2 separate regions of the Rattus norvegicus genome follow, and region 1 is linked to region 2. The links are chromatin contacts, called in public HiChIP or PLAC-seq maps. All regions are on one chromosome and are shown on one strand. The core of a region is the stretch at or near the end of the contact, and the rest is flanking DNA. Distances in the headings are between cores, read along the strand shown. Region 1 has its middle 340 kb from the start of Trnav-aac35. Region 2 has its middle 460 kb from the start of Insc.

Region 1 (5,266 bases), core at 2,583-5,082, 160 kb before region 2:
TGAGGTCCTGAAAGCACATGTCCTCACTCAGAATTACAATGAGCCGGAGAGAGAAGCAGGCTTTGAAGCCGGGTCTGTCAATTCCTGCTCTAATGTACCTAACAGAGTTGCGTGAGCATCAGAGTTGTTGGGTTCATTCATTCATCCAGCCCAGATTCCTCATTGGAAATGAAGCCTCTTGCCAAGACTCACACACCAGCTCCCCAGTTACTATCGTATCTGAAACAGACAGCCTGCTTCTTGATATATGTTTACTTTGCTCTCATGTCACATGTTTAGTCTATAATACATTTTGTGCTAGTTTCCTGTCATCTCAACTAGAATTAAGACTCACGGAGGCAAAGGCTTGACTTTTCTTTTTAAAATAAGTATCCTTAGTGTCTGGAACAATATTAACTAAAATATGCACCTGATAGACCTTGTTAAATGAATGGATAAATGAATGAATGAATGACTTGGTCTAATGAGGATCTGCCAAGGGGGAAATCTTTTGAAGAGTAACATGCTTTAGTGGCTGTGGCAGATTCTAGAAACAGGAAGAAGGGAAAGTGGACACTGGGTAGATGACCAGCAGCTGTGTGAGGTGCTGTGTCACGGCAACTATGACAACAGCCACTGGGTAAATTGAGGAAAGTTTAGATGCCATCTGTTTTGTTTCCAATAAGTAGCCATCAAGAGAGTTTTCTGGGGTTCAAGGTGTCTCCTTTCCAGGCCCCTCTTAGAGAGAGGCCAAGGAATGAATTGAGACTCCCTGAGGCAGCAGGAACTTGGGGCTGAGCTCCATATGTTACCTCCGCCAATGACAAGCTGGTCTTCAGTGATGTCATCTGAGCCTCTGCAGACCTTTCTGCCAGGAGCCCACTAACTGGAAATGACATCAGCCCCCAGCAAAGTGACTTGTGCTCTAGGCAGACATGTCCCGCTGATCCCTGTCTGGAGCTCATCACCCCGCCTACCTGGAAGTCTTCTGCCTGGCACTTTGGCAAACAAAGAGGCATTTGAGAGGGAATTAAACTGACTTTAACAGATAGCCCCAAAGTGTTTCCCAACACATCGATGCTCACATTGAATTATAGGTGCTAATAAAGCTGTCAGAGCCTTGGCATAGGAGCCAAACCCAAGCTGAAAGGCCCCTGGGAAATGATGAGAATTCCTCAGGGCCTGCAAAGTCACTACTTGGCCCAGCAGGAGGCTCAAATACACAGTACCAGGACAGGAAAGAGCTGAATTCACCCATCCGCCCGCACTCACTGCCGATTGGCCCCATGGTTCTTATGGTCTTTGAGCAGAAGGCAGCTTTGCTGGTTCTACCAGCCCAGGTCCTCTCCCATTGGCAGGAAACTGTTTCTCCAGCTACAATAACTGCATTTTCATTGAAGAAGTCTGGGACTCTTGGACTCCTCTCTAGGTTTCATCGTTACCTCTTTCTGGCAGGTAAGGCTCCCGTTGTCGCCCTCCCTCAGTGGTGGCTGATGGCCACTATTTATCTGGACTGGGCTGGATTCTTAGAGATGTGAGTGACAGATGTTTGAGTCAATCTGGCTTGAGTATGAAATAAATGCGGATATTTCTCCCCTAGGTCAAGTGCAGAAGAGACACACATATTTACAAAATCAACCATTGGCCTTTGTACTGAAGAGTGAAGTCACCCAGCATCTAGCAGCTGTCACCTGAAGGTGCGGCTGGAGTAAGGACTCCAAATGAGGTTGAGAACTTCCCCTTTTAGCTCCCAGAGTGACATTTGTTTGTGGTGCCTCCCTTTTCAAGGTAATTCAGTCCCACTCACATGAATAGCCCTTGACCCCATCAGCCCAGCAAGGCCAGTAGAAAGTTTCTCTTCTGTAGCCTTTCAGAGAAAGCTTGTTTGTGAGGCTCCCTGGGTCACCTCCAAGGGCACATCTATCCCTAAATCAGTCACCCTGGCATAGGAGTGAAGCATTCTCATTGACTGAGCCAGAGACCACATGTTTCTCCTGGAGCTAGATAAGGTGGGTTCATCCAATTCGAGCCAGGTAGATTAAGAGTCTGGCAGCAGGGACTGAGCAGTGGATGTGAATGTTGCTACCTGCTGTGTTTTGAGTATAAAACATCTTAGATGGTGGAAAGTGTGGAACCTCAGTAGGTAGATGGAGCCCTGCCGGAGGGGGTGGGTCACCAGGAGAGGGCCTGGAGGGTCATGGTCCAGTCTTACCTCCTGCTGCTCTCCGTCTCTTGACCACACATAGAATGACCAGCTGCCTCACACCCTGCTGTCATTTCTTCCTCTGTATAACAGACTGCATCCCTTCTTAATCCACAAGTCAAAACAAACCCTTTCTTAGGTTGCTTACTTGTCCCGTCAATGAGAAAAGTGACTGCCATGCTACACAAAGAAGGCTTACGGTGAAGCTGTGAGATGAAAAGGCCAGCCGCTCCTGGTTGCTTTCCCTGCAAATTTCCAGTACTTTCCATACTTTTAAGTATTTCTGCTTTAACCTGCTGGGCCCTTCCCCATGACATTGACCTGGAGAAATAGCCTTCCCAGGGCCAGACTCAGCTTCTACTTCCGGATCCCTCTAAACGCAGGGCTCAGTCTTGCTCTTGCTGGTCAGACACCACTACCACACTTTCCCTAAGGTTCAAGGCTCTTCCTATACTCATCAAAGCTGATTTCTTTCCAGTTCTCTGGATCTGCCATGACTCTGGGAGGGATGAGAAAATCCACAGAGATGAACTAGATGGACCCAGAAGAAATAGTAACAGACCACATTGTCCCTCACAGAGTCAGGAGAAGACGCATTCCACAGACGCTGGCCACCATAGTGCCTCCCGTCTGTTTGTTTGCTGCCCTTGGCATGTGTCCCCATTTAACTGCGTTGCTTCAAGCTCTGAGAGGTTTTGGGGGCGTCGGGGGGACAGCTGGTTCAGAAGCCAGATTAGATGAGACCCGAGTGTCCTGAGAGCCTTTCTTCCCCAGTTTTCCTACTTGTGGTAGTGAGTAGGAGAGTATTTCACTGCCCTCTGAAGCACCTTCCAGAGATACCATTATTCCTTTATTTGATGATGTGGAGCCTGAGGCACAGAAAACCTAAGTGGCTAGTTCTACTCTGGACTTTAACTGACTTTTATATTCTCTTTACCTGCTCTTTCAAGAACTGTGTGCATCTTTTATTTAAATTTACTCCCTTCCATGATGTCATACACACACACACACACACACACACACACACACACACACACACACACACACACACATGAGAGAGAGAGAGAGAGAGAGAGAGAGAGAGAGAGAGAGAGAGAGAGATTGATTCAGCCCAGGGTACACAGACGTACATCCTGATCACTTTGTGGCCCCTGTTCCACTGAATTCCAGCTGGTAGATGTCCCCACACATTGAGGCTGAGCATGGAGGTCCTTGGAGGAAGAGGGATAGCATTGGCTTTGAAGCCACAAACAATGCAATCCACTCACCCCCCCCCCCCCAGCCTTCACATGCCTTTAGCTTTCCCCACTAGACATGAGCTCATGGGACTCTGCCCCGTGCCCCCTTCCATAGATTTTCCTTTTCCTGTCGTCAGGTTAAATGGAACCATCACAGAGATGCATTCATCAGGAGCCGCCATCGGGTAGTAATAGGGTAATTGTGCTGGCCCTGGTACCACAGAGATGATCCCCAGCATCGCCCGAAGAATGTACAGAGGCCACATTTACGTTTCAGGGCAGCCTTTGAAAACCTTGGCATAGGTCCCCAGCTCTGTTTGCCTTCCCGCAGCGTGATGTGAGAACACTGGTACAGTGCGTGCCTTGTTTAAGCACAAGCCAGGCACTGTGTGGCCTGGGAGGTGGATTATGGCCCAGATGAAGGGCGGAAATCCTCGGCAGGGATGGCTTCAACTCCTACAGTTCAGTGTATGTGTGTTACTGTGAGGTCTGCTGCCCACAAAACCCATGGCTATCCTCTCAGTGTGAGAAGACGGGCCGAACCTGGGGGGCACACCAGCATATCCATTGTTTCTGTTCTTGGTTGCAGCACAGGGCTTTCTGTAATTTGGTCCTGCCATGCTCTCTAGACTTATTTTCTGCTATAGGTTTTAGCTCTTCTGGCCAAATCTTTACATTTATGTACATATATATAACCAAACAAATATACACAGATCCGAGTGAGATACAGACAATGTGCACATATATACACATTGGCATTTATATGCTTTATATATATTTAGAGAGATATGCTAACTTATGTCATTGACATACATATGTATTAGACACAGATATGCTCAGATGTATACCATTGGTGTATGTGTATAAATAATTGTGTATGTGTTAGATACAGATATGCTTACATGTATAACATTGGAGTATGTGTGTAAGAGAACTTGAATTCCATCCTCTGTCCAGTCGGAGATCTTGAGAGTTGTTGCCTGGGTCACTGGTTGAGAAGCATGCTGTGGCTGCATCCTGACTCGGCGGTATAAAGCTGTGACTGAGCAGCCATGGACCGATGTCAGGAGGTGTCAGCATTCACCCCTTCTACCTCTCATCTCTGCCTGTCTTCTTAGCTTTACTTTTGGGCTACATGCTATAGTCTCTCAACCCTTTCTATATTCTTCCCATCAGTTAGGAATTTTATCCTCATGGACACTGGTTAATCTTCTTCATGGTAAAAGGAACATTCCAACCTATAATTCTTGCAGAAGGCTATGCTTTCTTAGATAAGATTGTAGCATATCTTTTTCCTTCATTGTTGCATGGCTTAGGAGATATCCTCCTGTAGTAGTGTTCTCGATCTTGAGTCAGAGTTCCACATGTGTGCACTGTAGCATGCTGAGAGAACTGAAAATCAATTTGCTCTTGTCTTCATGTCCTTCCAGCACGGGTTCTAGTCCCACAAGGAGACTTAGCTCCTCGGGTAGAATCTTTACACTTTGAAAAACTATGGTTTAAGACAAGGCTAGAGAGTGAGCTGCCAAGTCCTATCAAAGCCAGCAATTCTAATTCTGACTCTCAGATGAGACCCTGGCCATCAGGGCTAGAGGACCGCTCTGAGGCGGCTTAGTTCTGTGCCTGGGTGGCTCTGAGGGCAAGCACATCTCCCTTAGCTTGCTGCTTCCTGACTCATGGCTTTGATGTTCTGGTTTCACTGTGTTGGCTTTACTGTGCATCAGGAAGGGTCATTTTTTAAAAGTAAGCTGGGAGTGAGTGAATAAATATAAATTGTTGCCCCTCACTCATCTGAGGGAAACTCCTATCATTCTCCTATGGATAGAGAAGGACACAAAACAGGTAG
Region 2 (4,956 bases), core at 1,826-4,325:
ATTTCCTTATTCTGCAAAAAGTAAAATGGATCTCAGAAGCCCAGCTTTCACTCCCTTGGTGCAGCCCTGGCCAAAAGAGTTGTCTGTCAGATGATAGCTGGGGGAGTGACAAACGAAAGAACAAAGAGACAAGGTAGACTGGATCCCCTTTTAACCTACGCACAGTGTCACGTGGAGTCATGTAAACCCAACAGTACAGCTCCAGATGTTTACAGCTGAGGAGGCAGAGTTGCAGAAATTCTGCCCCAAGGAGCAAAATTGTTAGCACCCCAGCTGGAACTACAGCATGGCTCTGAGGCGCTCCAATTTAGACAGATGTGGGCTCAAACCCTAGTCATTCTATACATTTCATATAATTTTAAGCCAATTACATAGAATTTTAGAAATCATACTGCATCTATAACACTGGTGATAACAATTAGGTCTTTCTCTGAGTTACTATTGAGGTCTCAGTGAAATGTCTTTAAGCTAAACAATTTTGGAGTCTCCAAAATAGTTCAACAAATACCTTTAATTTTCATTGAACAACCCACGGTTTCCATCTAGAAGGAGATGGTGCTGCCTTTACAAAATGGGTAAGGATAGTAACTTATGCCATGAAATAATTTGTAGGCAGCATAAAGTAGAAGGTGATGGTCTGCGTGGCATTTATTGATCACCTTCTGTGTACTTGGGTGTTAGCCAGAGGTTTCAGTGGCCTCTGCGTGGATAAATCTTATTTAAGCTTTTGATCATCATTATTGTAAGGATTATTAAAATAAGGCTTTGGTGTAAAATAGTGGTGAAGATGAGGATGCAGATCAGGAGGAAATGGCAAGGAAGGGTCAGCGACACCGGACTCTCGCACTGACCTCAGGGAAAGACGTTGTTACTATAGTGGCCCAGTACAACATCCTGGGCATTCCAGGCAGGGCAGGATTGTGTTGATTCCGTGGTGTGGACTCCACAGGGCACGTGTTCATCTGTCATGCTCACACCGGCTGCACTCTGTGTCTCTGTGTGTACCTCTCTCTGGTATAGAAGCCACTTCACCAGAGGGGATGAGTCCTCACCTGTGTGCACTTGAGGGCTTTTCTCTTGCAGAAAATGTAGCTTAAAAGCTGGTGACGGGGGCTCTTTCTGAACACCGATCACATCACATCATTTTTCTTTCAGAGAAAAATGCTAGAAATTAACCTGAGAGTGGCGAATCTCACTTTTACTTCCTCTTTCTGCCTTCTCTTCCTCTGTGTATGTGTCTCCGTCTCCGAGGTTCTATTTATAGCTTGAGGCTTTCATGTTTTCACACTTAGCATATAAACGTCCTGTCTTACACAGGGAGCATGCACGGAGTGGGTCTGTAATTAGATCAGCACTCCGTCCCAGTGGCACACGCTCGGACTGGACTTTGTTCCCTACTCCACTCCTACCTGCATGCATTCCCAAGCCTCAGCATCCTGTCCTGAACCCCTTCTTCCATGTCCCTTTCAACCCCTAATGACAATCCTCCGATATGACTGTCCTGGGATCTGGTCCTCTTCTGTTGCATTAGAGGTGACTTCCATGTGCTTTGCCACGGCTCACAGCAGCCCAGATCTCCACTCTGATCTCTCTCCAGAGTGGGAACCATCCCCGCTTGTTAAGGCTATCAGAATGACAGCCCACAGTGATAAAGCTCAGCCCCTCCAACAGGCGAGGTCCCCAGTCCCTAAAATCAGAAGGCACAATTATAAAGATTTAAATTAAATGGAAAAATACAGGAACTAGGAAATCAGGCTTCATTTCCACGTCCTCTCGATGCATGTTAGTGAATATTGTTGAGAACAATTAGGGCTGTATGAGTGAGGGGTTGTTTCTCGCTTGCTTGTCAGGTCAGAAGACAATCTGTTTATTTTCCTGATACAATTTTATTCAATAAACTGAAAGGATGGGAGCCTGGAAAGGGGGTATGAACAGGATGTGTGCCATCAATTTGTCAAATAAATAATCGTGCTTGGAAACAACAGATTTTATTAATTAGACAGGATGGTGTATTATTACCATTAAAGTGTTATATTGCATTAATTTTTATATTTTACTCGGCTACTAATTACTGTAAAAGATTTCGGGAATGAAGCAAAATAAAATCATGCAGCATTATACAGAATGTAAAGATAGCGTGAATTAATTTGCCCACTGAGCGAGAGAGAAAGAGGCACTGGGGCTGTCTGTGCTTCCTTGGCTGGCTTGCCCAAGGAGCCCCGGCAACAGTAACACCCCTGTTGTCTGTCGGCAGGCAGAGGGTGGGAGGTGAAGGATGCCTCAAGCCAGGGGTTTGAGGCCAGGCACTGATATTCACCCAGAGATCTCCATGTTCAGTCTCCACTTGCCTTAGGGCAATTGTAAGAGTTTGCCCGTAAAAAATAAAAAGGTGGGGGGAGACTCTTTCAATGTGGAAGGGATAAAAGGGAGGATGGCAGGGTTTATGCAGGTGTTTGGAAGAGTATTCAGAGGTCTAGACCCAGCCTGAGCAGGCTAATGCCCAGGTCCTGGTGGAGTCGAGAGGCCAGGTCCTGAGGGAATGGGAAGAGAATTTGCAGCTTCTCAGCCACTGCCCTGCTGGGACACGCTGAATCCAAGTGGTGCAAAGCTGGCTGCTGCTAATGCCAAGACAGCAGCGCCAGGAGATCCTTGCAGTAAGTGCAGGCCAGAGGTCTGGCTAAAACAGGTGTCTCCACCAGGGAACCCCATCAGGCGTTGGTACCACGGGGGAAAAAATACACACCTCACCTCCGTGCAGCCAGACGTGAGCTATGTGGATGCAGCCAAGTCCCCTTGAACCAGAGTTTATTCTTTAGTTTCGAAAATATAAAGTAAATTTTTGTGCTTCTCCCTTCACCAAACAACAACAAAAACAGGTTGTCAGCCCCAGGCAAGGGAAATCCACGCCTGGCACAAGGTCTGATGGGGGAGGCAGGATGGGTTGGGCCCTCTTTGGGAACTCCCCATGACTACAACGCTGCAGGGATGCCAGGACCCAACGGAGCCCCCACCCAGCAAAGTCCTCGCTGACCTGGCCAGTGCGGCTCTCGCCACCCCCCCCCCGGGGGGGGGGTGCGCTCCCAGGCGCAACTCAAGCCCAGCCACGTTTTTCTGCAGGCTAGGTCTCCACAGCCAGGGCCCAGGAGAACCCACATTTCTCACGACCTACTGCCACCTACTGTCCACAGATGGGAACTGCAAATCTCTTGGAAGTGTCCTTGGGGAGACAGAGTAGCAACTCTGGGGTGCACCTGCTTGAAGCCGGAGTTTCCAGAGTGTTCCAGAGTTGCACTGTAATGGAAACAGTTCAACCAGACCTCTTAAACTTCTGGTGCCATGTCTTATTTGGGTGACACCTGGGAGGTCTGAAAACTCTTCCCCTGGAGTTGAAAGTCTCCTCGGAAAGAATCGGATGTAAGACTTACAGTGAATGGTCCTATTTCTGATTTCCTGGGTATTAGATCTTAATCGGTGCTGGAGTCTGACCTCCCTGGCCAGGGCATGCCTTCAGCCTTTTTCTCTTTTACTTCCCCTAACGTTACTTCCTCTTAAAATTACAAGTGCTATTTGGGCCCTGAGCCCTGACTGTAGTAGTAATTTACAGACGAAGCCTTATGTGAACAGGAACCTGTTCTAGCTCCCAAATAATTGACACAAAGATCTGTTAAGTTTATTAGCAAGCTTTAAGCACTGTGACTGGACAGATCTTCATCTATCCTAACCCTCTAAGCTATCTATTTCCCAGTCACACGGTTCTTTACCTTCCATTTGATTCTCGCCATCTTGCTTTGGTCCAAGTGTTGCCTCATGTGTGTTCTCTCGTGGCCAACTGATGGCAAATCATCCCTTGGTGACCTGCTCATCAGGACTCCTCCTGGACCCTCTGTCTCATAGTCTTCCACATGGTCTCTCTACCTTCTTTCCTCATGGCCCTTCTCTCTTTCCTCAGGGTCTTTCTCTTCTCTCTTTCTGGAACCAGATAAAACTTCATCTTTAAATTATTACTGTATCGGACTGCACTCTGGCTAGCCAGGAGCTATTTAACCCTTTTGTACAATACTCAATATTATTCATCTTTAAATCCCAAATGATCATGCTTTCCATACCATTGGTCATGGTATGAAATGAGTAACTATATATGAAGGACCTGGAACGAGCCTAGAATTCAGTAGGTGCTTTATAAATGCACAGTAAGGGGATTGTACAAGCCTCGGATTATCTGCATACTATCACAAGATTTCCATTTGCCTTTGAGCTCCCTAAGTGCTCAAGTAATTTCTGACTCAGTCACAAAGCCACAGCTACCTACATAGGCGGAAGTAGTACCAGGTATCCGTCTAACCATTCATTCAGTAAATGTGCTGCACACTGTGCTCTGAGACCTTTCTCTCGCAGAGTTTATAGGGTTTGGCGAAGACAGGACGAGTAAGTTAGCCATAGGGCCGCATTCCTACAACTTCTGTACTTGGGAGGCAGAGGCAGGAAGATTGCAGCAGGTTGCGGGCCAGCCTGGTCTACATTCGGAATTCAAGGCCACATAGGGAATGAAAGGGCTATATAGTGAATGAGATTCTGTATTCAAAACAACCCAAACTAATAGATGTAAAAATGCAATGAATATTAAAGCAAGGATATCCAAGGTCTCTGAAGGAAGTGTGGGGTGGGGGACTTCTGCAGATGGGGGCAGCAGAGCGCTCTGAATGAGAGGTGTCTGTGTAGTGGGTGGACCGGTGCAAACTTGAAGGATGAAGGAAGGCAAGTGGTGGTATAGGGAGGACATTGGCTATGAAGGGGAACAGACATGATCTCAGTCTTGAAGGTGCATATCAGAGGATGCTGAGGGCATGCACATACAAGGCAAAGCTCATTGATCTGCATTCTCAGAGGGAGTGGATTGCATTGCATGTGAAGTACCGTTCGATAGACTTGATTATAAAAATAAGAGATGAAAGAAAA

The links. HiChIP or PLAC-seq counts read pairs in DNA pulled down with a chosen protein or histone mark.
Region 1: an H3K27ac HiChIP or PLAC-seq map of oligodendrocytes shows a contact between it and region 2, with 12 times the contacts expected there. The contact joins two enhancer-like sites. A contact is called at or near these places in 6 of 12 Hi-C or Micro-C datasets (Schwann cells, frontal cortex, hepatocytes and 3 more) and 1 of 1 datasets of contacts at active chromatin or transcription factors (oligodendrocytes).

What each region holds. Positions count from the first base shown.
Region 1 is chr1:179,051,802-179,057,067 of GRCr8, reverse strand. No RefSeq gene overlaps it. Among named protein-coding and RNA genes, the nearest start is that of Trnav-aac35, 340 kb to the left of the region's middle. Within about 2 kb of position 3,832, at least 8 of the 93 cell types and tissues checked have an H3K27ac peak or open chromatin away from gene starts, as enhancers often do.
Region 2 is chr1:178,889,305-178,894,260 of GRCr8, reverse strand. No RefSeq gene overlaps it. Among named protein-coding and RNA genes, the nearest start is that of Insc, 460 kb to the right of the region's middle. Within about 2 kb of position 3,075, at least 56 of the 93 cell types and tissues checked have an H3K27ac peak or open chromatin away from gene starts, as enhancers often do.